Linked DNA regions of Mus musculus: all the other regions are linked to region 2. Evidence: chromatin contacts called from public Hi-C, HiChIP or PLAC-seq and promoter capture Hi-C data. All regions are on one chromosome and are shown on one strand. The core of a region is the stretch at or near the end of the contact, and the rest is flanking DNA. Distances in the headings are between cores, read along the strand shown. Region 1 overlaps Sorcs2 (sortilin-related VPS10 domain containing receptor 2). Region 2 holds the start of Bloc1s4 (biogenesis of lysosomal organelles complex-1, subunit 4, cappuccino). Region 3 overlaps Sorcs2 (sortilin-related VPS10 domain containing receptor 2). Region 4 overlaps Sorcs2 (sortilin-related VPS10 domain containing receptor 2). Region 5 holds the start of Psapl1 (prosaposin-like 1). Region 6 overlaps Sorcs2 (sortilin-related VPS10 domain containing receptor 2).

Region 1 (4,717 bases), core at 882-3,381, 520 kb after region 2:
CGAGAGGATGAGAACACACTGTTTGTGCTTTTCTGGGTGCTGCCTACGTGCTGTCTGCACTTGAGGCCCATGGAATGTATGGTTCAGGTGCCAGTGTCTGGAGAACACGTATTAAGCGGGGTTATTAAATACACACTTACTGAATGCACACCGATCCTCCCAAGAATTCTCCTGTGTAATCACAATAAATACATTTTTAATGACAGGTCTGGTATTTACATTCTGAAAATGGCTCTGGGAAATCGAAGCTGAATGCATTTTTAATTGTTCTGTGTTTAATGGGCCTCACGTCAGCAGCCTCTCCCTCACGGGCTTCCTTGACCCATCACCAGCACCTTCTCTCTGCATCCTCTGCCAGACTTGGATCTGTGAACAGTACCCTAGGTTGGGAGAGACATCCGCATCTTAGGACCTGCTGGCTGGCACCAGGGAATTGAAGTCTCCTATCTCATTTTTCTCTGGGCTCACAGGGCCTACCTAAGGCTTCCTCATTCAAGCTAGAGTCAGCACACTCTGTCCATCCTTAAAACTCTGGGCACAGTGGCTACTGTGCTACTGGGACAAATGACCACAACTGGGGAACTTAAAACAACAGCCAGGGACTCTCCAGGGTTCAAACCATGGCGTTACAGGGCAGTGTTTCCCCTGAAGACTGGGAAAGGAGGTCATCGTGTCCCTGCCAGCCCCTGGTGGCTGTGTCACTGAGACCTTGCTGCTGTGTGTTGATACGCATGTGACAATACTGCCCAGGTGCATGTGGACACAGTGTGCAGGTGTGCGTGCCTCCGTGCACACGTGCCTGTGGCAGCCAAAGGTCAATCCTCAGTGCCGTTCCTTTGGAGACAGTCGCTTTTGTTGCCGTCTTGTTTTTAAGGCAGAATCTCTCACTGGCCTGGAGCTGGCCCAGCGGGCTAAGCAGGCTGATCAGCAAACCCCAGGATACTCCTGACTCCACTTCCCCAGCTCTAGAAGTGTGTACCCCAGTGTCTGCATTGTTTCCGTGGGTTCCAGGCATTGAACTCGGGTTCTCCCGCTTGCACAGTGGACACTTTACCAGCTGAGTTATTGAGTCAGCCCCCCTGCCTCTGCCTCCACATGGCTGTCTCGCTGTGTATTCCTTCTAAAGACAGTGGCTGCTGGATTTAGGGTCTGAGCAGACAATTTGGGACATCTCATCTCGAGAATCTTAACTGAGCCACCTCTGTAAAGACCCCTGGTAATTTATGGGGTTCAGGACGTGAATATCTCTTCGAGGGAGCTACCCCTCAACCCATGACATGCTCTGTCATTAAGCTCTGGGGATGCCATTGGTTTTCTAAATGGCGACTGGCTCTTGCCCTGTTCTCTGTTCCCCAGCCACACTCTTTTTGTCCCTCTTCATCCATGGCTAGATCCTGGCTGCCCTCCTCAGCTGGCTACCGTGTCTCCGCCCATCCTTTCCCAGAAGACCCATGGACTTGAAAAACACACAGTCTGGTGCCATGGATGGACTCAGTGCCCCCTCATGGCTCACATCTGCCATTCCAACCCTCTACTGAAACCCCTTGATGATCCAGATGTGGAGGCTGGCAGGCAGAGCTGGAGCACCACAGGGGTGTGAGGATGCGGGTGCTCTTGGTCTCTGAGGGTTTTGTGTGATATTTGTCTCTGCTCTATAACAGCGCTGTAACATGAGATAAAGAGAAATTCACAGCACAGTGTTGTGTCTGCTACCACCCACCCTCCTCTCTGGGAGAGTGTTGCTGGGCCCTTCCATGCTTCTGGAGCCCCCACCCCCACCCCCAGGCAAGGCACAGAGGCAGTCAAGGTCGTGACAGACTGTTAGAATGGAATGGGTCCCAGGAATGGGTTTTGAGTGTTAAAACTCGGCCAGCCCTACGGACACACTGAGATCAGCCTCTCGGGAGCCCCTGCACAGTGCCTGGGGTTCATGTTCTCAGCATTTTGTCCCCACTATTGTCCCCAGCCTTTTAAAACTTGCTTTCCTAATGGCCTCCCACATAACTGAAGTTTCACTGAAGGACCCTACATGTATTTTTTAATGTGGAATTCACATCTTTCAGGCCCGTCGAGAACCAGTGTTGGCCACCTGGGGGTGCTGTTTTACCCCAGTGAATGTGGTTGGTGCAGAGAAACCAGTTCAGCCTTGCATCTCTGCCCAGGACTCAGAATGTAGATGATATGCTGATCAGGATGCCAGGCTCTGAGGTGGGACCTTAGGCTGCGTTCTAAACAAGTGCTAGGAAATTCCGATACCGCTTGTCCATAAGACAACAGGCCTGTTGCTTCCAGACAACCTGGGAGTCTCTGCAGTGCTAAGCAGCCCACTGGTAGTATCTGGTCAAGCTGGACTTTACCCGGGTGTCTGTAGGTGTCTGTGTGTGCTGGCTCCTGTCTGGCATGCACTTAGCATTGCCCCTCAGTCCTGACTTTATCCTCATCTAGTTAGTGCAGCTTCCCTAAGGAGGCCACTCAGTGTACAGAGCCCTCCCCCACCCCCGGCAAGGTTCTTTGTTACCTCTCTCATGGAAGTTTCTGTTTCCTTGCTTATACTGCTTCTGCTATTACTAGAACACAAGTCATGAGCACGGAGACCTCTCAAGGCCATACAGTTGATCACAGGATGCCATAACCAAGTACTGACTGGTGCTCGGAATGCACGTTGGCCTTGAATGCATGGGTCGGTGGACAGATGGGTGAACAAATGAATGGAGATGATGGATAGATGGTATATAGATGTGTGTATATGTGTATGTGTGCATATGCGTGTCTGTATGTAGCTAGCCGGATGGAACAATAGCTGGGTAAGTGGGTTGATGAGTGGATAGGTGGAAGGACAGATGGATGGGTGGATACATGGATGTGTGCCTGAGTCATAGAGATAGTGTGGTTTTAGGGAAACACTCCTGGGATCTTGAAGATTCTTTATGTTGATGAGGTCTTTATTGGAGAAGCCCAAGAATACAGTCAGTTCAGATGCTGTCAAGCAGGGAAAGGAGGCAGGGCATATTCTGAGCCAGGAGAAAGCTGGCTATGGTCTACCTGCTTACTCCTGCCCTCCCGCCTGGGTTACAGCCTGCAGGATCTACATTGAAGGTAGCTATTGAAGAAGGTGAATTTGAATTAGGGCCACACTTCCACGACCCAGACAGAGGACTCTACCAGAGCCACCCCTGTGGCATCCCACAGGTATATGAGACCTTGGGGCCTGCTACACAGGCAGCCAGGAGCAGCCTCAGTGGCACTGGAGTGGGATGATCCGGGCTTCCCCTCCAGGCTTGGCTGGAACCTGTCCTCTCTGTCGGGGGTGGAGAGCATCCCTTTCCCCTGGCTTCTCTTTAATTATGGAATCTTTGACATATAGAGAAAAGTGCAGAATGCCGTAAAACACCAGCCTGGGGAGCGGTGGCAGAGGCGGGCTAGTGCACATTAAATCTCCATCCGTTCCTCCTAATCTACCTCTGAGGTACTTAGTCTGATGTCCTGTGTGTTCCTGGGGTCAGCAGATGGGAGAGCAGGTACACCCCAGGAAGGTAGTGGAATTCAGGGTGTCACTATTCATCACAGCAGGGCCTCACCCAGCTTAGTTCATAGATGTTAAATGGTTCCCTCTCTGCAGGAGAGGTCACACTTTCTTAAAGACAGCAATAGATTCAGATGAAACTCACCCTTTGCCCTTCTGCTACGCCCCCGACCCCTCTCCCCAGCGTCTACCTGGAAGCAATCTCCATCTTAAGCTTGGGGTGGACCATTCCAGTTTGCTTTATAGCTTACCTATAAAGCAGAAATTTAAACACATACGACAACATATAAATCACAATTTATATTGGTTCAGGACAATGCGTGACTCTCTGTAATCAGACAACCAAACATGAGCTTGTTTTAAAAATTGATATGAATAGCATCATCCCGCTCCCGGCATTTGATTTATGTTCTCGACTTCATTCTGGTAATTTCCTCACGTTGCATGTGGATCCTCTCGGATGTGTGCGTTCTCCATTATGGAGCGGTGATCTTGATGCCTAGGGAGTTTGGTATTCCAGTCAGGGTTAGCAGCGAGCTTGGGAGCCATAGTGAACCCCCTGGGCTGCCTCTCCAGGCAGATATAGGGCAGGGCTGCCTGATGTCTCCTCTCTTTATCTTGCCAGCTTGCCAGTGGGGTCACTCACCCCTGCAAATCTTTGACATCATCAGACCTTGCCTGTTTGTATTCAGGGGCTATAGGGCCATTACTCGATGCCCTCCTGAGATGGTATGTTCCTTCTCATGGTCACAGGTCTCCTCTGTATGACACAGGCACTGCTGTATACCCCTGCTTCTGTCAAGTTGCTTAAGTCTTTTGTCATCCCTTCCTTTCCTTGAAAGGGGACCAAGCCATCTCTAGGACCCCAAATGTCAAGATGTATTTCTTCTAAATGTCCCCTCATCTCTAGCCTGGGGCCTCTTCCTCTTGTCAATACCCACAAAGACATTCTCTCTTAAGCATGCTTTATCTTGCCATAGTTAAGTCTTTAAGCACCAATGTTCTGTCTGATAGTAATGCTGTGGTGTGGTGTGTCTCTCAGGAGTGTGCCGGTGCCTAACTTAGACAGCTCAGAGCCCTGGGCTGACTGTTGGTGGCTTGTTTCAGGCAGGGCATGGCGAGCGGTCCACTTGAGACTGGAAACCCTGCTTCAAGCTGCTGCCTTGGGCCTTCTCCAGGTACACATCACCATGA
Region 2 (4,232 bases), core at 1,620-4,119:
TCACAAACTGTTTGAAGTTCACTCTGCTTGACCTTGAGGACTCAACGAAGAATGTCTTTTTGTTATTGTTGTTTGTTTGTTGTTTTTTGAAACAGAGTTTCTCTGTGTAGCCTTGACTGTCCTGGAACTCCACCTCTGCCTCCCAAGTGTGGGAATTAAAGACACATGCCACCACCTCCCAGTCAAAATTTAGCTTTCAACAGAAGTCTTTTAAGTCAAAGGCAAATGAACACTCAGCGAGTGCTCGGTTTGGACCTTGAATGCCTGTCAGATTTACTGCCTGGGTCCTGATACTGTCTCCCCCACTTTCTCCCCCATCTCTGTCCACCATCCATAATGTTTTTGTCTAAAGCCCCTCTGACAGTGAGGACTTCATGACAGTAAGATACTGTTGCTCCCTCTCCAAGCTTCATTACCATTTTGAATAGAGAAACATTACCATGTATTTTGCTGTCATCTGTGTGACCTCATCATTTTCTTCACAGGCTGAAAGGTGCCAGAAGATGATCAGGTTACACAGATGAACGCAAAATACACAGCCTTCAAAACATAGCAGAGCACGGAGAATATCTGAAACAACTTCCTCTAATGGAAGTTATCTTTGAAGACCCAAATGCATTGGAGATCTATCTTCATATCAAGGTCACCATGCAGACACCATAAGGAAGATTATCAAACCACTCAATGGAACAAAAATGTTGGTTCTAATAGGACAGTCACCCGAGGTGTGCCTGCCTAAGCATGGTGTGTTGGGAAATAGAAGAAAATCTAGACCACACAGCAGAACAGAGGAGAGTGTGAATGTAGCAAAGAGAAATAGGCAAGAATAAACCAGAAAGACGCTAAGGAAAGGCTACTAAGCCTTTCCAGGTGTTTCTAAAAGGCAAGTATGCCACTCAAGGACAGTGGCTTAAGGAAGTAGCAGCCTTTAAAAAAAAAAAAAAAAAAAAAAAAAGTGTACTCTATCTGCAGTTACACTTGCATGCCAGAAGAGGGCATTAGATCCCATTACTGATGGTTGTGAGTCACCAAGTGGTTTCTGGGAATTGAACTCAGGAGCCAGTGCCATCTCTCCAACCCTGGAATGGAAGTAGCATTTTTAAGAGCAGTTAGTATTTTTTTCTTTATTATTATTTTTTAATCCTGGGCTATGAAAGGCTGATATTCTTTGTCTCCGTGGCAAGTTCTCCCCGCGATGTGTTTCAGGTTCACAGCGATAGACTCCAGTCAGCTGACCCAGATGGACTGACATGATGGAGAACTGAAGCAGCTTGTAGCTTTCTCTATTTTGTTGCTCAAAGTTGTTTTTCTTCTCTAATTCCTAATTCCCAGTGGGAAAAGAGGTCATGTGAGCTCTACCCAGAGAGAGGATGTGTTTAACACCTAACAAAACTCCAACCACCCAGTCTTTTGCAGGATGCGTGTGGGTACCTGCCTGTGTATGAGTATGTCAATAGTAAACAGCCAACACTTTTCCTAACTGTTCCCTATTGGGGATCTGGTTTACGTCTCCTGACAATGGGGTCCAGGCCATTTGGACAAAATACCCACTACAAATCCCATCAAGACAAGGGCATCTCTACTTTATGCCTGTCTTCACTTGACAATGTTGAAGAATAAGGCCCTAAGTTTCCCAAGGACCTGCCAGACTGCATGGGTCTCAGAGACGCCACCTTGGATGTTTCTATGAATATTAAGAATTTATTCCTACCTTGTTTTTGTGTTTGTTTGTTTGTTTTTCTGGTAGCATTGTGATGGAATCCATGCTTGGGTGAGAGTACTTCTTTTGTGAGGAGGCTGAGATGACCACTCGTTAGGTTGACTTTTGTGTTCCACTGTTCTTGCTTTTGCTTACAGTTTATTTTGCTATCGCTGGTAAGGGAAAAGAGGCAGGCTGGAGCCTCACATGGGTGCTGGTGGGTACTACACAGTGGATAGATGTGGGAACAAGTCTAAGAGAGCTGTGAACTTACTGTGAACTACGGATAGGCCATTGTGTGGGATGTTCTTCCCACAAGGTGGCCTTCTAGAAAGAATTACATAAACTGTGATAAGAGGATACGCAAGGACGTGCAGGAAATGCCCTGGCATGTCCCCGTTATCTCTGTGGGAAAGACAAATAGGAGGGATATTCTTGGCTCTTTTCACAAGACCAAAGATGATAACACCAGGTATATTTTCTGTACTTGTATTTGCTAAAACTAATCATAAATGTCACCTCATATTTTGCTTCCTTTAATAATAAAAATGAGAAGTTCTTTGTATTATTCTTGAGCTCAAACACCTGGAGTCCCCCAGTTCCTAGACAGGGCTTTGGAATATCCTTCCATCTACGGAGATTTAGCCTTGGCTGGCTACAGGGCAGGTGGAGCAACAGAGGTAACCTGCTGTGACGGTATGGACAGCCTCAGCTCTGCTTCAATGTATTTCTCTGACACTATCATTTGTCAATTTACCACCAATCTACCTATCATTCCATTATCTATTGATCTGTCTGTCTGTCTGAGACAGAGCCTCACTACAGGACCCTTGGTGGCGTGAAACTGGCCAGGCTGGCCTTGAATTTAAGAGATTTGTCTGCCTCTGACTCCTGAGTGTTGCTACCAAAGGCCTGTGCCACTGGTCTAATCTATTTGTCATCTATTATCTATCTGCCATCTACCCATCTTTCTATCTATCCTCTAATCGTCTGTCACCCTCTTTGGATTACTAACTTGTGCAAACTCTGCTGGCACACACTACGAACGCACCGACAAGCCAGCCAGAAGCACTGCGGGCTCTCTGGGCATGTGGATAGTAGGCTTGGCTACTTGTTAGGGGCGTGACGTCTTTAGGAGGCGCCGGAAGCAGGCATCTCAGACCGTAACGCAATCGCTCAGCACCGGAAGCGGCCGAGCGGGCCATGGAGGAAGGACCCGCCGTCGGAACCCTGTCTCGAGAGGTCTCTACCGAGGAGGCCGAGCCGTTGGGCGCCGCGTGGAGCGGGGACAGCGGCCACGTCTCGCAGAGCCACAGCAGCGCGTCCGGGCCGTGGGACGATGACGGCCCCGAGGACGCGCCGGGCCGCGACCTGCCGCTGCTGCGCCGCGCCGCCTCGGGCTACGCCTCCAGCCTGCTGCCCAGCGCGGGACCGAGGCCAGAGGTGGAGGCGCTGGACGCCAGCCTGGAGGAGCTGCTGGCCAAGGTGGACGAGTTCGTGGGCATGCTGGACATGATCCGCGGGGACTCGTCGCATGTGGTGGGCGAGGGCGTGCCCCGGATCCACGCTAAGGCGGCCGAGATGAGGCGCATCTACGGCCGGATCGACAAGCTGGAGGCCTTCGTGCGGATGATCGGGAGCAGCGTGGCCAGGATGGAGGAGCAGGTCGCCAAGGCCGAAGCCGAGCTGGGGACCTTCCCGCGGGCCTTCCGGAGGCTGCTGCATACCATCAGCGTCCCCGCTCTCTTCAGGTCGGCGCCCAGCGGGCCCCAGCGCGCGGCGTACGAGCCGCCAGTCCTGTTTCGGACCGAGGACCACTTCCCTGGCTGCGGTGACAGACCGCAGCTCTGAGCGTGTGCGCCTCCACCGCATGAGGACTCCAGCGAGACTCTTGTCCCAAGTGTTAAGAAATCCTGTGAACTGGCGTATGTGATGCCGGGATGTGAAAGGTTAAAGTTTATTTTCTGCAAACGACTTGACATCGTCAGTATTCGATGCCAAGAGTGTAGGTCTCTATGTCTTCCAGTTCGGATTCGAAAGCTCTTTGGTGGGGACCTGGGGAAGCCAACTGAATTAATTTATCGGTGCAATACGGCAGAGCTGTTATTTTTATGGCCTTTATTACAGTGAACAGTGTTTCCTTGTTAAGATTTATATATTTATATGATCAAAAGTGCCCAAGAAATTAAAGCTGTATTATTAAATCCTAACAGTGGTTCAGTTTTCTGTAGCCTTCTGGGATAGATAGTAAATTGTTTTGTATTATATTCAATTTTCTATGGTGTAGACTGTAAGCCAAAGGAAAGAAGACAGTTTCTTAAGATAGCAAACTGGGCGTTTTGTTGCAGGGAGTCCTGAAGTTGTATTTGACAGTTTGACTGGAAGCTTAGTTTATCAAAGCAAGAATATTAATGTATGGTTGTCAGTGTTCTATTTATAGCACATCAATTAAAATGTTAAATTTCTTTGGCAGAGATTTCCTTCTGGAGATTATTTACCATAGTTTGTTTGGAAATGAGCCTGTCGTTCATGT
Region 3 (4,103 bases), core at 285-2,784, 570 kb after region 2:
GTGGTGGTGGTGGTGGTGGTGGTGGTGGTGGTGGTGGTGGTGGTGGTGGTGAAGGGGATGCTGGTGATGGAAGTGATGATTGCGGTGTTAGTGATGAAGATAACAGGATGGTTATCTTGATGATGCAAGTCAGACCCAGGGTCTGAATGACAGGCCCAAAGCTCAGGAGTGAATCTCACAGCCATGGTTCTGAGTGCTGCCTGCTGTGAGAGTCATCAGGGAATATCCTGATTCTGAGCTGAGAGTTGATGAGAATGGCAAGCCATGCATGACACCCACCAAACAAGTCCCATTCAGAATTCAGACCTGCCCCGCTCTCAAAGCACCTGTGTCCCATCACACTCTTCTAGCCCCAAGGCTGGTGAGTCAAGCAAGAGTCTTCCCAGTGCTAGCTCACACTGTCCCCCTAAGAGCTCTGATGTGAGTGAGGCTTGGGCCCATCCAGTAATGCTGACAATGTTGTCGGGTTGCAATGAGGTCCCCGTCTGTCTGCAAAGTACCCCAGGTGATCATAGTCTCAGCAGGGGCTTGTGATTCTCCCAAAGCACTCGGTTCTTTCTCACCACAGGGCTGCCTGGCAATGCACCCTTTCCCCTACCCAACGTCTATGGGAAGATCGCAGACACAGCCAGTGGTCTCTTGGGAGCCTGTCACAAAAGAGGGGCAGCTGTTATTGGTTGATCCTGATATTCAGTTATTGGAAAAAAAAGGGAGTGAAAGTCATAGGTCACCATGATGTAGTGAGGTCACAGTCAGTAGGTTCCATCCCCATAGACAGGTGACCAGGGGAGAAATGACTCCTCCTCTTAATCCGAATGAGGAAATAGGCCCAGTGGGATTCCTAGGTGTCTTAGTCACTGTTCTGTTGCTGTGGAGAGACATCATCATGAAGGCAGCCCTCAGAGGAGAAGGCATTTAACTGGGAGCTTGCCTACAGTTTCAGAAGTTTAGTGCATTATCATCATGGCAGGGAGTGTGTTGGCATGCATGCAGGCATTGTACTGAGAGAAAGAGAGAGAGAGAGAGAGAGTCAGACAGAGACAGACAGAGAGACACAGACAGACAGACAGACAGACATAGAAAGAGACAGAGAGAGACAGAGATAGAGAGGTAGACAGGGACAGAGAGACAGACATAGAAAGAGAGATAGACAGAGATAGATAGAGAGGTAGACAGACATAGAAAAAGAGAGAGACAGACATAGAAAGAGAGATAGACAGATATATATAGAGAGACAGAGACAGACAGAGATAGAGAGGTAGACAGACAGACATAGAAAGAGAGACAGAGACAGAGAGTCAGAGATAGACAGAGAGGTAGACAGACAGACAGACAGACAGAGACAGACAGACATAGAAAGAGAGACAGAGACAGATAGACAGAGATAGAACACGAGACTGGACCTGGCATGGACTCTTGAATCCTCAAAGCCCACCTTCAGTGACGTAACTCCTCCATAAGGCTACACCTACTCCAACAAAGCCATGCCTCTTCAAATACTGCCACTCCCTGGTGACTAAGCATCCACACATCTGAGCCTATAGGGGACATTCCAATGGAAACCACCATACCAGGGTCACACAGGAAGTTGTACTATGCACGCAGGGTCTGTCTATCTGTCCATCCTCCACCCATTCCATCTCCATGTGCTCTCGCTTATCCATTCCTTACCCACCCACCATAGACCCATCCATCCATCCTCCATTTATCCTCCATCCATCCATCCACCCACCCAGAATTGCCTCAAAGCAGCAGTGATCCTCCTGCCTCCGGTTCTGGAATGCTGGGATGACAGAGATATACGGCTATGTCTGATTTTAAATAATGCAGTGGTAGACCTTTGTGTCGCTGTATAAAAAACATCCATGACAGCCACAGCAAGTGTGGCGACTCAGCCCAGGCCACCACTGAACTCAGAAGCCCAGGTCCCTGTTGTCCTCAAGCAGAATCTGCCCCTTACCATCTCAAAGAAGTTCCTGCTAGATGCTACGGCCTAATGGTCTGGAGTGCCCCGGGTTGAGCCAGGCTTTCCTCAACATGTACCCCTGGACACCCCATCCCATGTTGGTAATATCCCTTTAAGGATCATGCTTCCCCTAGGCTGGGGCTCTGTGGGACATGCACCCGGCCTCCCTGCTCATCTCTTGATCAGCTGCAGACTATTTGCCATGGTACCTGACTGGCCTCCGACTCCTTAGGCTCCCTTAGCAGAGTGTCTGTGAGTACTTGCTTTTGGCCGTTGTGTGCATGTCACTAACAGTAACCTTTCTTTTTATATCTTTATATCTTGAAAATTAATTAACTGTTGTCAGAATGACAGCTGGCTGACCCCAAGGCTGGAGGAACATGCCGGGCAAGCTGTCTATCAAGCCTAGCATGAAAATCATACATACCATATGCCAGGGAGCTCAGCACTGTGCTTGGTAAGAGGACCATGGAAATAAATCTCCAGTTGACAGCGACACTAGAATGTCTTCATGAGCATGGGAGCCCCATCGCTATTGAGGGATGGGGAGTTCCTTTGTGTAATGGAGCCGAGGGAGCTTTGACTTGGCCCGGCCTAGCCAGTTCCCATTAAAGCTGGCTCTGGACTGTGGTGGCCTCGCTGTGGGAAGCTAATGATGACAGTAATGAGGCCCCCACATAGAACCAACCTCCACACAGCTCTGTTTAATGGTATGGTTTAATGGACCAAGCTACCATCCTGCCACAAAATGGGTTGGGTAGGAAAGAACTCCTTGTCTATCGGGTGGGTTCTCCTCCCTGCCCAGCCCTGCCTGAGGGATTTATGTCCAGCATGGCCTTGGGTTCCGCATGAGGCCAAGGTCCCTGGGCTCAGCTTCCTCTCACCCTACCACACTTCCTCTCACCAGCTGGGAGGACTCTAGGTGCTCCAGGACCCTCAGAGAAGGACATGCCACCATCTGCTGTGGCCTCTACTACTCTGTTTTCCTGATCAGGTCACTTGGCTGCCACTTCCTCCTGAAAGCCTGTCCCGAGTGTCCCCACCCTTCAGGTGGGAAAGTGCTCCTTTTAATCAGCCCAGACCCTTCCTTCTTGTCCTGAAATACTCCACAGGCATGCAGTCGCTGTGTCTGTGACTATAGCAGTGAGCCGAAGGTACTCTCAAGGGGGAACAGGAGCCAGAGAGCCAAGCACCCCTTTGCTGGAGATGCAATATCCAGCCCCATATCGTTGAGAGTCAAGGACCTCAGGTTTCCCTCCAAGGCTGGATCTCACTCCCTAGCTATGGAGCTTGTAAGAATTAGGGATGAAACAGTAAAAGAAAATGGCATTTGGTGACCTGCACAGTGACACTGCACAGTGATGACTTCTACCCCACTAACACCCCCAAAGTGGCATGTGCCATACCTGAGGAAAAGTATGGCCGTGATGAGCAGCCAGGGTCATTGTAGTGAGGACTGCCTATCCTGCACATGGGATACAGGGTCTCCACTCCCAACACTGGGGCAGGCCTCCTCCCATCCACAGAGGATGTGTCAGCTTGGTGTGTGATGCCCTAGGAACTCTAGTTCAAGGCAGAAAATCTCCTGGGAGGAGGAAGACATGGGCTTCACTCCACATTCCCTCCTTAGATGTCCCAGCTGCTTGGCCTACTTCAGATCAGCCACAATCACCATTTAAAGCACATTAGGGTAACGGGACAAGGATGACCCTTGTGAGTTCATCAGTGAAATTCTGTCAATCCCAGGACTTGAGTGCCAAGATGACAAAACCCTCAAACTCTGAGAAACACTGTACCCTCACAAAAGGGGAAAGCTACGAAGAAGCTTTATGTGACAGGAAGTGTGCCACGTGGACTGTGGCCATGAAGAAGAGGGGAAACAGGTGGGAAGGCTCTCCCTGAGGCAGGGCAGGGCCACCTGCCTCTTGCACCCAGCTTGTCATTTGGGACCCTGGGCCCTCTCCTCTGCCTAACTGCTCCCTCAGTGGGATACAGCTTCACGTTGGTTCAGTGCCTCACTGGCCCTTTTGCCTGAGATGCCTATGGTGTCCCTGCCTAGCTGAGGCTCAGGAAGGACCAGTGAATGCTGGGAAAGTATTGGGTCCACATGATCTCACTATTATCTCTGCAAAGCTTC
Region 4 (4,085 bases), core at 946-3,445, 620 kb after region 2:
GGGAGGCAAACAGCCTCCTGTTGTTTTTCTTGTATGAGATGGAGACTGTGCTGGCTCAAGCTGAATTATTCCTCTGATCGAGGATCAATGTGATACGGTTTTAAAAATAAACAACTGTTTTCAAACAGTTTTACAGTCCACCCTTGAGACTTGAATCCCTGCCCCCCTGGATGTACTGAGGGGGAGGAACAAATCCCCAAATTGCTCTCATCAGAAGAACGTAGCCCTCAGGAGACAGAGACTTGCAGGTTCTAGCAAGCCTTTGTCACATATTAAAAGCCTGTCTTAGAGATAAGGGAGGATAGAGAGGAGAGACAGGGAGAGGAGAAGATAGGAGAGGAGGGATGGGGAAAGGAGAGGAGAGAGGAGGGTAGTGGATCGGAGGGGAGGGGAAGTGAAAAACAAGAGGATATGATGAAGAGGCAGGAGGAGACATTACACTGTAAGGATGCTGATACAGTGGTCCTGATGTGATAATGATGGTGATTGGAAGGACCTGATGAGGAGGATTGTGATGAAGCTGGTGGCAATAGAGATATGTCCAGGACAGTGATGGTTTTTGCTGCTATAACTGAGCTTCTAAAGGGAGCCACACATCAGTCCTCTCTGCCACCACCCTGCTAAGTAAAGGAAGTGCGTGGCAGTGGTCCCCCAACAGATCAGAGCTGGAGTGACTCAGCTCAGTACTTCCACATATCATTGTGTCTCTTGGAAGTAGAGAGGGACACTCACAGCCTAACTCTCAGGAGGCTCTTTGGTCCTCAGCTCACTGGTCAGCTTGTGGCATGGCCTTGTGTGCTCTCAGGTATGTAGGGACCAGAAGAATGGTGGGTGTCCTCCTCCATAATTTCCTTGAGAGAAGGTCTCTCTCTGAACCTGGCGTTTACCATTCCCCCTACGGTAGTGGCCAGCAGGCCCCCATTGCATTTATCTCTCTGACCCCAAACTATTGCTGGGATGGCAGGCATGTGGCCACTCCCAACATTTTATATGGACACCAGGGATTCAAACCTAGGTCTTCATGCAACTGCTTTTCCCCACTGAGCCTCCTTCCCCGACTGCCATGTGCCTCTTTCAGAGGTCTAACTCTTAACATCCATTTTATATTTATAGAATAACAGTGACAGCAGTGTAGAAAGTGGTCATGTGTCTATCCCAGTGTCTCAAAGTACTTGGTCCTGACTCCTGTGATTAACTGAAGCCTCAGTTAGATGCCCTGGCTTTGGCCAGAGTGCCTATCTTCATTTGTGGGCACTGCATTGTGGCCACTCTCTGTCTTCTAAAGCTTTACTAGGGCATGCCAGATTTTTGACTTTCTTTCTTGATGACTGACCCTTGATAACCTCGAGTGTGGGACCAGGGTGTCTTGCAGTGTCCCTCACTGAGGACTTGTTATGACTTAAATGCCATTGTCTTCAGGGTATTCCTCTGATGATGCTGACCTTGGTCCCTGGCCTGAGCAGGTGCCTGCCATGTTTCTCCATGATAAATGTGACTCCTTTGGGTACCACACTTCCTGTTAGGAAGTCCAGCTGCACAGTTCCTGTGTAGGTAATGCTCCCGCAGCGGGGGAAGGGTCTGTAGAGCCGATGTAAAGACAGGCCCATCTCTCCTCCCTCATTATTTACTCTTTCAATCAGCTGTTTACATGAGGGTGGGCTCATGAATATTTATCTCCTCCTCAGCTGTAATCCAATAATGCTTTATTTATTTTATTGTTTAAATCACCCTAGCGCTTGCTGTGGGGAGCTCTGTCAGCTGGCTCTTGGTCCCTGTGAACAGATGCCTGTCGTTATGAGCCTTATTCTGGCTTTGAGCACACTTCTGCATTTGCTGGCACCACACCGTTGCTCTGGGCTCACTGTGTCAACTGCCTGCCAAGTCCAGAATTGGCCATTCCTCTGAAGTGCTTCAGTCCCTGTTACTAAAAAATAGAGCTAGAACCCGAGATCCACATGTGAGATGACATGCTTAGTGTCACACTGCGTCAGAGTCAGGGCAACTTGCTCTCACAATGCTCTTAGCATCTCAACACCCCTGAGCCACCCAAAGCAAAAAGCAACAACAAAACAAAGGAATGAATAAGTAAATAAACAAACAAAACCCTTCCAGGTGCCTTGAGCATTACTGGACTGTGTAGAATGAGCTAGAGGGCTATGAAGGGGTAGGTCTCAGAAGCAGGAAGCCACTGTAGCTCAGAGCTTGCCTCACAGACGGTGCATCTGGCAGATCCCCCATGGACCTCATGTTTCTTGTTGAGGCCCGCATCTGTGATGCCCTGGCATCAACAGCTGTGGCTGATGAGCCAAAGGGTCCTAGGATGCGGTTCAGGTTTCTAAAGAGTATTCAAGAACAAAGTCTCCTTGCAACTTCTGCAGGAAAGTTACAGGTCAAAATACCCAGTCTGTGTGTGTGTGTGTGTGTGTGTGTGTGTGTGTGTGTGATGACTGCTATCCCAGCAGGGAGTGGGCTGGGATACAGGGAAGATGTAGTCCTCACTCCATCTTTCCTGTTGTGATGACATGATGTGAGCCAGGGTGCCAGCTGGCTCCAACAGGCTTTCTCGATCTCTGACAGCATTTGGGAGAAAGAGAAACTGTGTCCAAGAATCACCAAGAAGGGGCCACCTCATCACATCCATGTCATGACAGATGCTTCCACCCCCTCACCCCGAGGATCTGCTGCTCAAGAAGGGGCTACTACCACCAGCTTGGCATTGGGAGCTGCAGCCTTCAGCCTTCCCAGAGTAAAGAAACCCTTAGATCAGTGGTTCTCAACCTTCCTAATGCTGCAGCCCTTTAATACAGTTCCTCATGTTGTGGGATGCCCAACCATAATAACTTCATGGTTATTTTTGTTGCTACTTCAACATTGTAATTTTACCACTGTTATGACTGTAATATAAATATCTGATATGTCTCCCCTGTGAAAGAGTCCCCCAGAAAGGTCACAACCAACAGGTTGAGAACCACTGCTCTAGAGAATGTAGCAATGGCTGGGATCAGTCTAGAAGCTGACCCCCTGAGTCCTCTTACCTGTATTCAGTGCCTTCTTGGCCCCAGCCACTCACCCTGCATCTTGCTCCAACGTCCCCCTTCTGCCGGCTCGGCATTGCTCCTCAGATTCCAGCTCCTTTCCAAGGAGCTCTGTCTCCTCCACTATCGCTGTCGCATAGATGCTGAGCTCATCAGAGTCCCTGCTGCAGAGCCAATCCTCCTCAATGTCCCCCGAGCCCACCCTCTGCCACCAGGTATCAGGGAGGGGACCTTCACTGTACTTCACCACCCATCCACTCCCCAAGACCTGGCCTCGCTGGCCTGTTTGCCATTCTGGGAGGCTTCTGGTATGTGATGTACTGAGCTTAGGGAGGAGAATAGTGTGAAGCCGCCTCTGTGAAGAAATTGTAATCTGGGGCCAGCCCCACACTCCTGTCCTCTAGTGCTTCTGGTTGGGCTGGGGTAGCCGCAAAATAAGGGAGCAACACAGGGTCTGTACTTCTTGCCAGTGTCACCCAAGTCACGAGCACACAGTCCCTGTGCCCCAGTGTACACCACTGAAACATGTGTGCTTAAGTTTGGCATCCAGGCATGTATTATCCTCAGGAATTCATGGGAGTGGTGGTTGCTGGGGGCGGGGGTGGGGAGAGGTGACATTCTAGGCAGTGGATTCTGGAGTCAATGACAGCAGCTGCAGACGGCTACCATAAGGGGAAAGCCTCAGGGACACTGAATGATATGGGAGGGACTCTCAGCCTACACCCTCAGAGCTCCCCAGGGAGCCTGGGAGCCTCACTTGAGAGTCAGTGTTGCAAGGCTCAGCTCTGCAGGATTCCCTGGGCTGCATGCTCCAGGCCACATTCACACCACACATGTCTGTGCACACATATGTGGAGTTGCTCTATGCACAGAGACACACAAATATCTACTCTTATGTGCATACCACTAACTGAAATGTACATGTGTTGCCCAGAACTTCTGTCCCCTCTCTGGACAGTGTCAATGGCTCTCCAAGGATCATTTTTGATTTTCTTGAGACCCTGCTCTATTTGTAGACCACGGTTTGAGGCAGGAGACTGGGTGTCATGT
Region 5 (4,396 bases), core at 189-2,688, 540 kb after region 2:
CCGTGGGGTTCATCATGAACTTGAGGCTCTCTATGAGCACAGGTTCATACTCGGCCACAAAACGGTTGCACTGCATCACATAAGGCAACGGCAGGATCCGGCAGCCACCTTTGAAGGCATTCAGAATGTCCCGCTTGGTGCTCTTGTGGTCCAGATTCTGGGAAGACATGCCCAGCAGCCTTTTGCACCCTTGGCAGAAGCTGCCCTGGTTTTCCTCATCCACCGGCAGGGATGGTGTGGTTGCCACAGCCCTGGAGATGGACCTGGCCCGCCTTTTGCTGCCACACAGCTTGATGGTCTCACATACTTTCTCTGGGGTGACTTTGGACATGAGCTGCACCAATTCAGGGCTGTAGGTGTCTACCAGGGTGATGCACTGTTGGACTAGAGGCTCGGGCACTACGGTGCACACTCGCTCCAGTGTGTGGCTGATGAGAGCTTCTGTGCTGTTGGTCACAAGCCACTTGTCCAGCTCCTGGACCAAGTTCAAGCACACGTCGCACGTCAGGCCCAACTGCATCTGCAACTCATTCGTCCTCGGCATCTCCATCTCCAGAGAGGGGACTCCATCCACAGCGGCCACTCGAGTCAGCCAGTGGGCAGACTCTCTCTCACAGAAGCCCCCCTTCCTGCAGACCTCCTGTGGGGGGAGACCCTGCAATGTTTGCTTAGCAGGGACAAACTGCCGGTGGATGTAGTTCTCGCAGAGGGCAGCCAGGCCAGGCCCCATGGACTGACACTGATTCTGGACAGTTACCTCTGCCAAGGTCAAATTAGACTCTAGAGCATCCTGGAGCAAGGAGATCAGCTGGACACAATCATGACACACAGCACCTTCAGGCATCTGTGATGGGTGGAAGCTCAACGCCCCGTTGGATAAGAATGGGGCCATCACCTCATTTGCATCCTCCTGGGTCAGCGGTCTCTCCGAGGTAGTCTCAGCTAGGTGCCTCTGTAATGGTTCACAGAGGGTGAGCGCAGTGCACACAGAAGCCAGGTCAGTCTCCTGAGCGCCACTGAGCATGCTCAGGACAGCTGCGCTGTGGTTGTTCACCATCCACTTGCACTTAGCTGAAGACTCCTGGCTTGGAAGCCACTCACAGGTCTTCATTACTGATGTCAAAATATCCGACTCTGTAGCACCTGGGTTCACCCCATTGCCAGCAGCCGCGGCCACATCCTGGCACACACTGCAGGGCAGGGACTTGACTGTGGGCTTGTTCCAGACAGCACTCTGGCAGTGCCTCACGGCCCGACACTTTGCAGCTGCCTGCAGGTCCTGACACCATACCTCCGAACCCTTGGCACACTCACGGGGAACTGAGATGGGGCTGGCCCTGGCAGCCCCCAGGAGGCCAGACCAGAGAATCAGAGCGCACAGCATAGTGCCCATGGTTCCACTGGCTGCTCCCTCTGCTTGGCTCTCGCTATAAAACTAGCTCTCCTGTCTAGCCTGCTCAGCAAGGTACCTGCCCGCTGCTCCTCCCCAACCTGAGTCAGAGCCCCACCTGCCTGGGTGCTGGCCCGTCCTCTCTGGCTTCTGCCTCTTGGCCATTCTACCTCCCTCTCTCTCCCTGAATAATCCCTATTTTCAAAGTCTAGCTTCTTTGGGAATGAAGCTTCTATTCTGTGTCACACCAGGCCCAGAAGAACCAAATTCCTAGAGTGGCTTATTTCTAACTGGGCCTCATGGCCACATGCCCGCCACAGGCTCTGGTCCTAAGGCCCCACTGTCCAGGGACTGACTGGACTACTGATCCCACAATGCCTGGGTGAAGGCTGCTGGCATGCAGAGCCTTATTCTGGAGACTTCTATGGGAGGCCATGTGTGGGCTGGTCCCTAGCAGATGCGCATGATGTTTGCTGAGGCTCACAGATACAAAGGGGTTTTCTGTTTCACGGTTAGGTCATCTGTTGGCTTCTGTAGTTTTGGAAATAAGCGTTAAGCAAGAGCATTGGCATCAGGCAAATGCACAGCTGGCCACGGCCTCATCCTGTTGATTCTGTGGAGGACCCTGAAGCCAGACTCACCTGTTCTGATTGACAGGCAGCTCCCAGCTTCCACGGGAGTGGGCAGATCAGGGACCCTGGGAACTCTATGAAAATCCTGCATGCCTTAGTGGTGTGAGTCCCACACATGGGTATCTGTGGCTCAGACGTTGGGGTTCTGGGTGCCTAAGGAATCCACTTCCCAGTTATGTGGGAAGGTATCCCAGCTGCCTTTGCAACAGCTTCACAAAGAATGCAGATGGTGCCTCCTGTTGCCCTCCCAAGAGGACGGGCTACAGAGAGAATATGGAATGAGGTTCGCTGAGCCCTTTAGATGACTGACTGCTAAGGTCTCTGCTTCCTTTGGGCCAGTGGAGGAAGCAGGCTTGGTGAAGTAGAGAGGTTGGGTTCTCTTAGCTGCAGGGCCACCAGGGCCAGCTTGTCAAGCTGTACAGAGGTGGAACTAAAACAAAGTGCTTTTATCTAGACCTGCCTGGGCAGGCCCGGGCTGACTCACCCCAGCACCTTACCCAGTTGCTGTTTATGGAACACCCACTCACTATTCACTTTGTTTTTGGGGCGCAGGCATTTTTTCAACCCTACAATCAACTCCGTTTGCCTGCCATTTGTGTGATCTTCCATTTGACTCAGTTTTGACCACTCCCCAGAGTCCATCCAGACCCCACAGTTAGGGCTTCAGACTATGCACTGGCTCAAACCTCTCCACCTACCTCTCTATCAGGGTTCCCATGGCCCTCTCTAAGCTCAGTTGCTATTAGGAAGTCTTACAGAACCCAGGAAGGCTCCATACCAGTATATCCCTTAGGACTCAACTTAGGGGAAGGTGCCAGCAAGAAGAGATAGGCAGAACATGGGACCTTTGAGCCTACAGCCAAGAATTGACAAATCTCATTGAAGAATTTCATCTAGAGCGCTTGCCCTTTCCCCAGAGTCATGGCTGAGGGATGGCTGAAAGTCCCAGGATTTTAGGCTCGCTGGTGGGAAGCACTACCCACAGGCTGTCAAGGACATCAGCCCAAATCATCTAATGAGTTTAGTAAGTGCAGGCTCAGGAACTCAGGACTTAGAGCCTCTGTTGTATTTTGATATAGTTTTTAACTTAGAAGACAGTGGCAGAAATAGTTCAGAGAATGACTTACTTTCCCAGGTATACTGATAATATTTATTTACTCTCGATATACCTATTTTCTTGTTATCCATCCAACCATCCACCTACCCATCCATCTGTCTGTCTACCTATCCACTCATCTATCCTGTCCATCCATCCTTCTGTCCATCTATTTATTCATCTACCCAGTTATCTGTCTGTTCATCTGATACACACACACACACACACACACACACACACACACACACATCCCTGTCTGTCCACTCATAATCTATCCATCCAATTATCTGTCTATCCATTCACTTGTCCGACCATCCAACCATCTATCTATCCATCCATCCATATATCCAATTTTCTATCTGCCCATTTATCTACTTGTTTATTCATATATTCATCCAGCCACCTGCCAATTTTCCATCCATCCATCCAATTATGTATATGTATGTCCATCCAGTTATCCATCCATTCACCGTCTGTCTATCTATCTGCCTATCCAATTTTCTGTGTGTTCTTGTACCCACTTGTCCATCTTGTCATCTGTCCATCCATCCATCCTTCCATCCACCCATCCTTCCATCCATCTATCTATCCCATCTATCATATGTCTACTATGTATATGTCTATCCATATGCGTAAATATTTGCATTTAGTGTGTCACAACTGCTGTGGGTGGCTGTGGGCGAAGCCATTGTGTTCCTTTGCCCATTTCTTCCGTGTACCGTTCCTAAGAATGAGGACATTCTCTCCCATGGCCACAGTGTATTTATCAAAACCTAGAGCTGCAGTGTTGACACAGCACTGTTGTCACACAGCACTGCTGTCACACAGCACTGTTGTCCACGCTGTCCCAGTGTCAGAGGTGCTATGTCCTAGCACCTTATCTCCCAGGCCCACATTGCCTTGCTCACGTCTGCCGGTAGCCCTGTTGGCCTTTTCTTCTGTCACATTGGGGCATAAGCTGGTAACCTTTCCCAAGTTCCTCATCGATGATGCTTCTTAACTGGTCCAGCTTGGTCTTTAATGGCCTCCTCCTTCTGCACTGCCCTGGGTCCTCTCAGGGAATCGGACCCAGAGACACTTGAAACTGGTTAATGTTTTTCTGCACAGGAAAAGCTTTCTCCTCTTTTCTAGTCCCCTTCTGCTTTCCCTATCCTTTCTTTCCTTCAAAGAAAGACTCGTGGCTTTTGATTTTATATCTACTGTTCTTAAATCTGATTTATTGTGACTTTGAACTATTGTTTGTAGGCATCAATTCATTGGCATTTCTGGTTGCTTTGA
Region 6 (4,643 bases), core at 1,518-4,017, 680 kb after region 2:
ACTGCCAAGGATGATGTTTGGTGGGTGAGGAAACTAAATGCCATACAGGCACAGAGAGCAGAGGCAGGGGCAGAGGCAGGAATTTCCTTCCTGTTCACCCTCTGAAGTCAGTTACAAGTAACAGTGTCACACTGCTCTGAACCTAGTTCCGATGAAGACAGACTTCAGTGTGCAGAACTCTATGGGACCAAAGGGGGCTCCAATGGCCACATATCTCCAGAAAGACAGAAAGAGCATGACTGTCATAGTAAGTCAGCACTGGAGGCGACACCTATAAAACCATGAAATGATGCAAGTGAAAGATGCCTTGGGTGACAGTGGTGACAGACTCGCCCATCCATGCCTGCTATCTCAGTATGTGAAGCTTGGAATGAGAACCATGAGCATACAGGGACAGGGACATAGGAGGTGAGGGAGGTGGGTGTTGGGATTCACTGTGTCTATGCAGCAAATGCATGCCTGGGTTATCCACTCTACAGCTGGTCTCCGAGGCTGACCAGCTACAAATCCTGAGTGTCTGGAGAGAAGCCAGTCTGCCTCCATTGGGGTCTTCCCACTGCCCCATCCCCATCATAGCAGACAGAGGGCATGCCCAACAGGAAGCCAAGGCCACTCTACTCAAAATTTGTCCCTGGCCCTGACTGAGAGATGAAGCCACAGCCCACACTGGCTACTCTCTGGCTCTGTTACCCTCAACCAATAGCCTCTTCCTCAGCAGCCTGCAGCTGAGGACAAAGAGCAGCACTCCCTGTCCAATGAGGCCACCAAAGTCCTGTGCAGAAGTGTCCCACAGAGGGAAATCCTGAGAAGGGCTGGAGGATGGAAGGAAGAGACAGAGAGGGTCTCATGTGAATCTGTCAGACAGCATGTGCCACCCCAGGCTGGACCAGGAGAGGGACCCCACCCCCCCAGCGACTCTCTGGATTTAGTCGTTTGTCCATCCCCAAGAATTCACTTGCCAGGCTGCCTGGGTGAGAAGACTTCCATGCAGTGGAAGTCTTTGGCTCTCTTTGGCTTCAGCCCTTGTTGGTTAGCCTGCAGCTCCAGTGTGCCTGCAGGACAAGGGTGACTTCCCTTGGGGGAGCTCTGTAGCAGATCACTGTCACTCGGACCTCCCTGCCAAAGCTCTGTCTCTCTTTTGTCTGCCCTGCAGCTGTATGTGTCATCGGACCTGGGAAAGAAGTGGACACTTCTGCAGGAACGGGTGACCAAGGACCACGTGTTCTGGTGAGAGTCCTTTCCACAGGAGTCTTTATTCCTTTCCTCACTCCAGGGGATCACTAGGGCACTCTGTGTGTTCCTGGAGGTATCCAGGGCTCAGCATCCCTCAGGCCTAATTTCCTCATAGCCAGGCTGTGTGGCTTTGTGTCGTTCAGGCCCCACCTTGTCCTCTGTATCTATCTGTCTACTGGAAACACAGGGACCCTGCCACAGTACAGCTCAGGGTAGCTCAATGCTCATGGTTGCCCTCCTTCCAACTCCCTGCCAACTCAGCTCCCACCTTCTCCTGAGAGGTGACCTGTATGCAGCCTCCCTTGTTCCAGGAATGCCCAGGCCCTGCCTGCTTAGGCCTACTTTCCTGCCCACAATATGACAATGTTCAGTCCTGCTAGGAACTGAAGACCCAGCAGCCTCTGAGGAATGAAACAGGCAAGAGGGTAAATGAAGGTGGAATGGGCCTCAGGTTCCAGACAAAGGCCAGGGGGTGCTGGCTCCCCATTTGTATGACCTTCTGGGAGCCCCTCAGGGACTTGAGCATCATTCCAGCCCCACCATCCCAGTCAGGCAGCTCTGAGGTCCAGGGAGCACAGGCCAACTGTTTGAATAAGACCATTGAGGACAGGCATCTGCCTAAGGTCCCAGGCAGTAAAAGGGAGACAGGAAACCAGGGCAGCTGGCTCAGGGCCCACATTGTACCTGGCTGTGAGCATGAGTCCCTTTCCAGACATGCTCTACCTTCACAGGCTTTCTGCTGCATGCACACACATACACACACATGCACATACATGCACACAAGTACATACATGCACACATACACACACATACACCCATATGCACACACATACACATGAATACACATGCACATACATGTACACACACATGTACACACATACATGTACTTTCATGTCCTTTCTGTCTCAGCATAAATGAACATAAAACTTTGTACTAGCCTTCCAGCCAAGCCACTGCCCTGTCTCCAGTGAGATGCACGGTACAAACACCCGCTTCCCATCCCACCTCCTTATAACTCATGCTGTGCTTGCAAGGATCCAGTTCCCATGTTGGCTTTGAACACTGGCTCCTTATACGTCTGTGCCCTCTGCTCCTGGGAGGAAGTGATGATTTTCCCTCTGTAGCAACCCACTGGAGTACACATCCTGAAACCAGATGGCTGCTGTCAGTCACAGGCCCAACCCTGATGTCCTCTGTGGGAAGCAGAAACTGTCCCTCAAGTCACTCCTTAGAAGTTGAGGCTAAGGTCAGAAAGTGGGGACTGAGGTCAGGAAGTCTGACTTCTCCAGCTCCACAGACATGAAGCCCTCAGGGAGACTGTAGCATTGTCACCTGTCCCAAGCCAGGCTAAGGGGGTCCCAGACCAGCTCATGGATACTCTCTCTCTAGCTAGAGAGAAGCCAGCCCTGGGATATGGGGAAGAACGAATTAACATTCAAGCTGCTATTATCTTGGACAAATCAGACTGGCTCTGCCCACAAGCTTCTCTGGTGGCTTGGGGCTGTGCCTGTTATGTGGGAGAGTCACAGGATGCTTGGCAGCACAGCTGGTTGGATCCTCTCTGGAATGTGGTGACAGACAAGGGACGGCCCCTGTTGTGAGCAATAGATAATGCTGTTTTGACAGCTTTGTCCTTGGATCTGTAGCACAAAGCACCAGGACCTCTGCTCTATCTCAGGCCTGGCTCATTAGCAGTGTTGAAGCTACACAACACACTGGCTCATTAAGGAGATCCTGAGGGGTGTGCAGCAAGGAGCTTGTCTGGATTGTCACCTCCCCTTGGCGGTCAGCAGCCTCAGAGTAAAACAAAGGCAGACCCTGGCTGATGCCTTGTTGTTAGTGAGCAAATGAATGTGTGAATGAATGAATGAATGAATGAGGTGCAGATGAATGAATGAATGAATGAGCAGGTGGATGAATCTTTAAAAGGCCTCCAGAGCACCTGGAATGCCTGCTCCCAGGACCTACCAGTGTGTGTAGCTATTACCTGGGTTCCTGCGGCCTCTATACCAAAAAGGAAGCTTCCTGCCCATGTGTATTCTCTCTCTCTCTCTCTCTCTCTCTCTCTCTCTCTCTCTCTCTCTCTCTCTTTCTCTCTCTCTTTCTCTCCCTCCCTCCTTCTCTTCTTCCTCTTTCTCTTTTCCTTTCCCTTTCCCATTCCCTCCCCTTCCCCACCCCCTCCCCTCACTCTTTAGCTCTTTTCCTGTCTCTCCTATATAAATGAGCACATCTGGGAGTCTGGAAGATGGGGTGTACCAGCTGCAAAAGGTCCCAGCCTGAGTTTCCTGACTCCTTAGCTCTCAGCCCATGTCTTACTGATCTCTATCACCAGAGCTTGATATGGTGCTGGCAGAGTAGGTCCCATTGGCTCCTGGAGATACTGAAGTACTTCTCAGGATATCCTGTGGCTGCCTTCTGGAGGCATAGCACAGGCTTCTCAATAGGGTCCTGGGACACAGACCTCACCAGGAGGGGAACTCTGAAAGGAGTATGAATTCTGGGTCAAACAGACCTGGTGAGAGCTTCAGACCATCTTGTACAGCACCTGTGTCCTTGGGCAAGTCACATAACCCTTGGCCTATGAGATGTAAGGTTTAGCCGTGGCTTAGGAGCGTCTGGTATAGGTTTATAAGGATGATACGGAAGAAAACTGCTCTCACAGAGCCTCTGCCAACACACAGGCTTGGTATAAACTTGGAAGGGATTTTCCCCCCTGCATCCTGTGGTGGGCAACTTGACCAGTCATCTGCCAGATGAAGGAGAGGGCAGCCACTCAGATCCAGACCCTAGTTGGACCTCCAGTGAGCCTGTCAGGGATGTGTGACCATAGGAGTATCTCTAAGCACCTCTGATTGTCTCTCTGTGGGGACTTGGGCCAGCAGTCCCAGCCTGTGTCTCAGCTGGGGCGTGAGACCCCTAGGAAGAAGTGAATCATATAAACAATGTTATAAACAAGTGAGTACGAGCTCCCCCAAGCTTGAGGCAGATTTATCCAGCTTCATCGAGGCTCCCATTTGGACCCTGAAGGTCTAGTGGGGAGGACTGTATCTTCTAGACTCACAAAACAAGATTAGCCCCAGAGCCAGAGAGACTGTGGTCAGTGGAAGCCCAGGGAGAGGTTTTAGCCACCCGTTCACTGATACCATTTTCAACCTCTTCCTTTCCAGGGCTGTGTCTGGGGTGGATGACGACCCAAACTTGGTCCACGTGGAAGCTCAGGACCTCAGTGGAGGTAAGCGGGTCACAGTCACAGGTGCCCCTGAGCTTCCTTGCCCAGTGGTGCCGCTCAGCTGGGCTCTTGTTCACTGGTGTATCCTCCATGGTCAGCCCTGTGCACCGACCTCCCTGTGTTCTGATGTGCTGTAATTCGAAGCACACTTGTTTCCCGCTGGGGATGAATTGAAGTGGAG

Evidence for each region. Promoter capture Hi-C pulls out the DNA fragments that hold promoters and counts their contacts. A called contact is a pair of places that touch in the nucleus more often than the background predicts. HiChIP or PLAC-seq counts read pairs in DNA pulled down with a chosen protein or histone mark.
Region 1: a Hi-C map of pro-B cells shows a contact between it and region 2, with 5 times the contacts expected there. The contact joins the enhancer-like site here to the promoter of Bloc1s4 in region 2. A contact is called at or near these places in 1 of 39 promoter capture datasets (hippocampal neurons), 1 of 484 Hi-C or Micro-C datasets (pro-B cells) and 2 of 115 datasets of contacts at active chromatin or transcription factors (embryonic stem cells and large pre-B cells).
Region 3: a contact with region 2 is called in a FOXA1 HiChIP or PLAC-seq map of pancreatic cancer cells. The contact joins the enhancer-like site here to the promoter of Bloc1s4 in region 2. A contact is called at or near these places in 2 of 39 promoter capture datasets (embryonic stem cells and pre-B cells) and 4 of 115 datasets of contacts at active chromatin or transcription factors (embryonic forebrain, large pre-B cells, pancreatic cancer cells and 1 more).
Region 4: a promoter capture Hi-C map of hippocampal neurons shows a contact between it and region 2, with 2.5 times the contacts expected there. The contact joins the enhancer-like site here to the promoter of Bloc1s4 in region 2. A contact is called at or near these places in 2 of 39 promoter capture datasets (hippocampal neurons and pre-B cells).
Region 5: a promoter capture Hi-C map of hippocampal neurons shows a contact between it and region 2, with 2.2 times the contacts expected there. The contact joins the promoter of Psapl1 here to the promoter of Bloc1s4 in region 2. A contact is called at or near these places in 1 of 39 promoter capture datasets (hippocampal neurons) and 2 of 115 datasets of contacts at active chromatin or transcription factors (embryonic forebrain and large pre-B cells).
Region 6: a contact with region 2 is called in a promoter capture Hi-C map of hippocampal neurons, with 3 times the contacts expected there. The contact joins the enhancer-like site here to the promoter of Bloc1s4 in region 2. A contact is called at or near these places in 6 of 39 promoter capture datasets (the 3T3-L1 cell line, 3T3-L1-derived adipocytes, hippocampal neurons and 2 more) and 1 of 115 datasets of contacts at active chromatin or transcription factors (pancreatic cancer cells).

Annotation. Positions count from the first base shown.
Region 1 is chr5:36,221,370-36,226,086 of GRCm38.p6, reverse strand. All of the region lies in intron 2 of Sorcs2 (sortilin-related VPS10 domain containing receptor 2), which reads left to right. Among named protein-coding and RNA genes, the nearest start is that of Psapl1, 20 kb to the right of the region's middle. Within about 2 kb of position 2,131, at least 10 of the 459 cell types and tissues checked have an H3K27ac peak or open chromatin away from gene starts, as enhancers often do. A contact at or near this core is called in pro-B cells, where this site is marked.
Region 2 is chr5:36,747,316-36,751,547 of GRCm38.p6, reverse strand. It overlaps Bloc1s4 (biogenesis of lysosomal organelles complex-1, subunit 4, cappuccino), which reads left to right and starts at 2,869. Exons shown (of 1, transcript NM_133724.3): 1 at 2,869-4,174. The coding sequence starts at 2,903. The coding sequence ends at 3,550.
Region 3 is chr5:36,180,847-36,184,949 of GRCm38.p6, reverse strand. The region is part of intron 2 of Sorcs2 (sortilin-related VPS10 domain containing receptor 2); the gene reads left to right. The region is part of intron 1 of Gm31945 (a long non-coding RNA gene); the gene reads right to left. Among named protein-coding and RNA genes, the nearest start is that of Gm31945, 3.5 kb to the right of the region's middle. Within about 2 kb of position 1,534, at least 15 of the 459 cell types and tissues checked have an H3K27ac peak or open chromatin away from gene starts, as enhancers often do. A contact at or near this core is called in pancreatic cancer cells, where this site is marked.
Region 4 is chr5:36,128,346-36,132,430 of GRCm38.p6, reverse strand. The region is part of intron 3 of Sorcs2 (sortilin-related VPS10 domain containing receptor 2); the gene reads left to right. Among named protein-coding and RNA genes, the nearest start is that of Gm52810, 16 kb to the left of the region's middle. Within about 2 kb of position 2,195, at least 37 of the 459 cell types and tissues checked have an H3K27ac peak or open chromatin away from gene starts, as enhancers often do. A contact at or near this core is called in hippocampal neurons, where this site is marked.
Region 5 is chr5:36,201,063-36,205,458 of GRCm38.p6, reverse strand. It overlaps Psapl1 (prosaposin-like 1), which reads right to left and starts at 1,438. Exons shown (of 1, transcript NM_175249.3): 1 at 1-1,438. The coding sequence starts at 1,393. The region is part of intron 2 of Sorcs2 (sortilin-related VPS10 domain containing receptor 2); the gene reads left to right.
Region 6 is chr5:36,067,910-36,072,552 of GRCm38.p6, reverse strand. Sorcs2 (sortilin-related VPS10 domain containing receptor 2) reads left to right here. Exons shown (of 27, transcript NM_030889.2): 5 at 1,154-1,227; 6 at 4,401-4,465. Among named protein-coding and RNA genes, the nearest start is that of Gm52811, 15 kb to the left of the region's middle. Within about 2 kb of position 2,767, at least 62 of the 459 cell types and tissues checked have an H3K27ac peak or open chromatin away from gene starts, as enhancers often do. A contact at or near this core is called in pancreatic cancer cells, where this site is marked.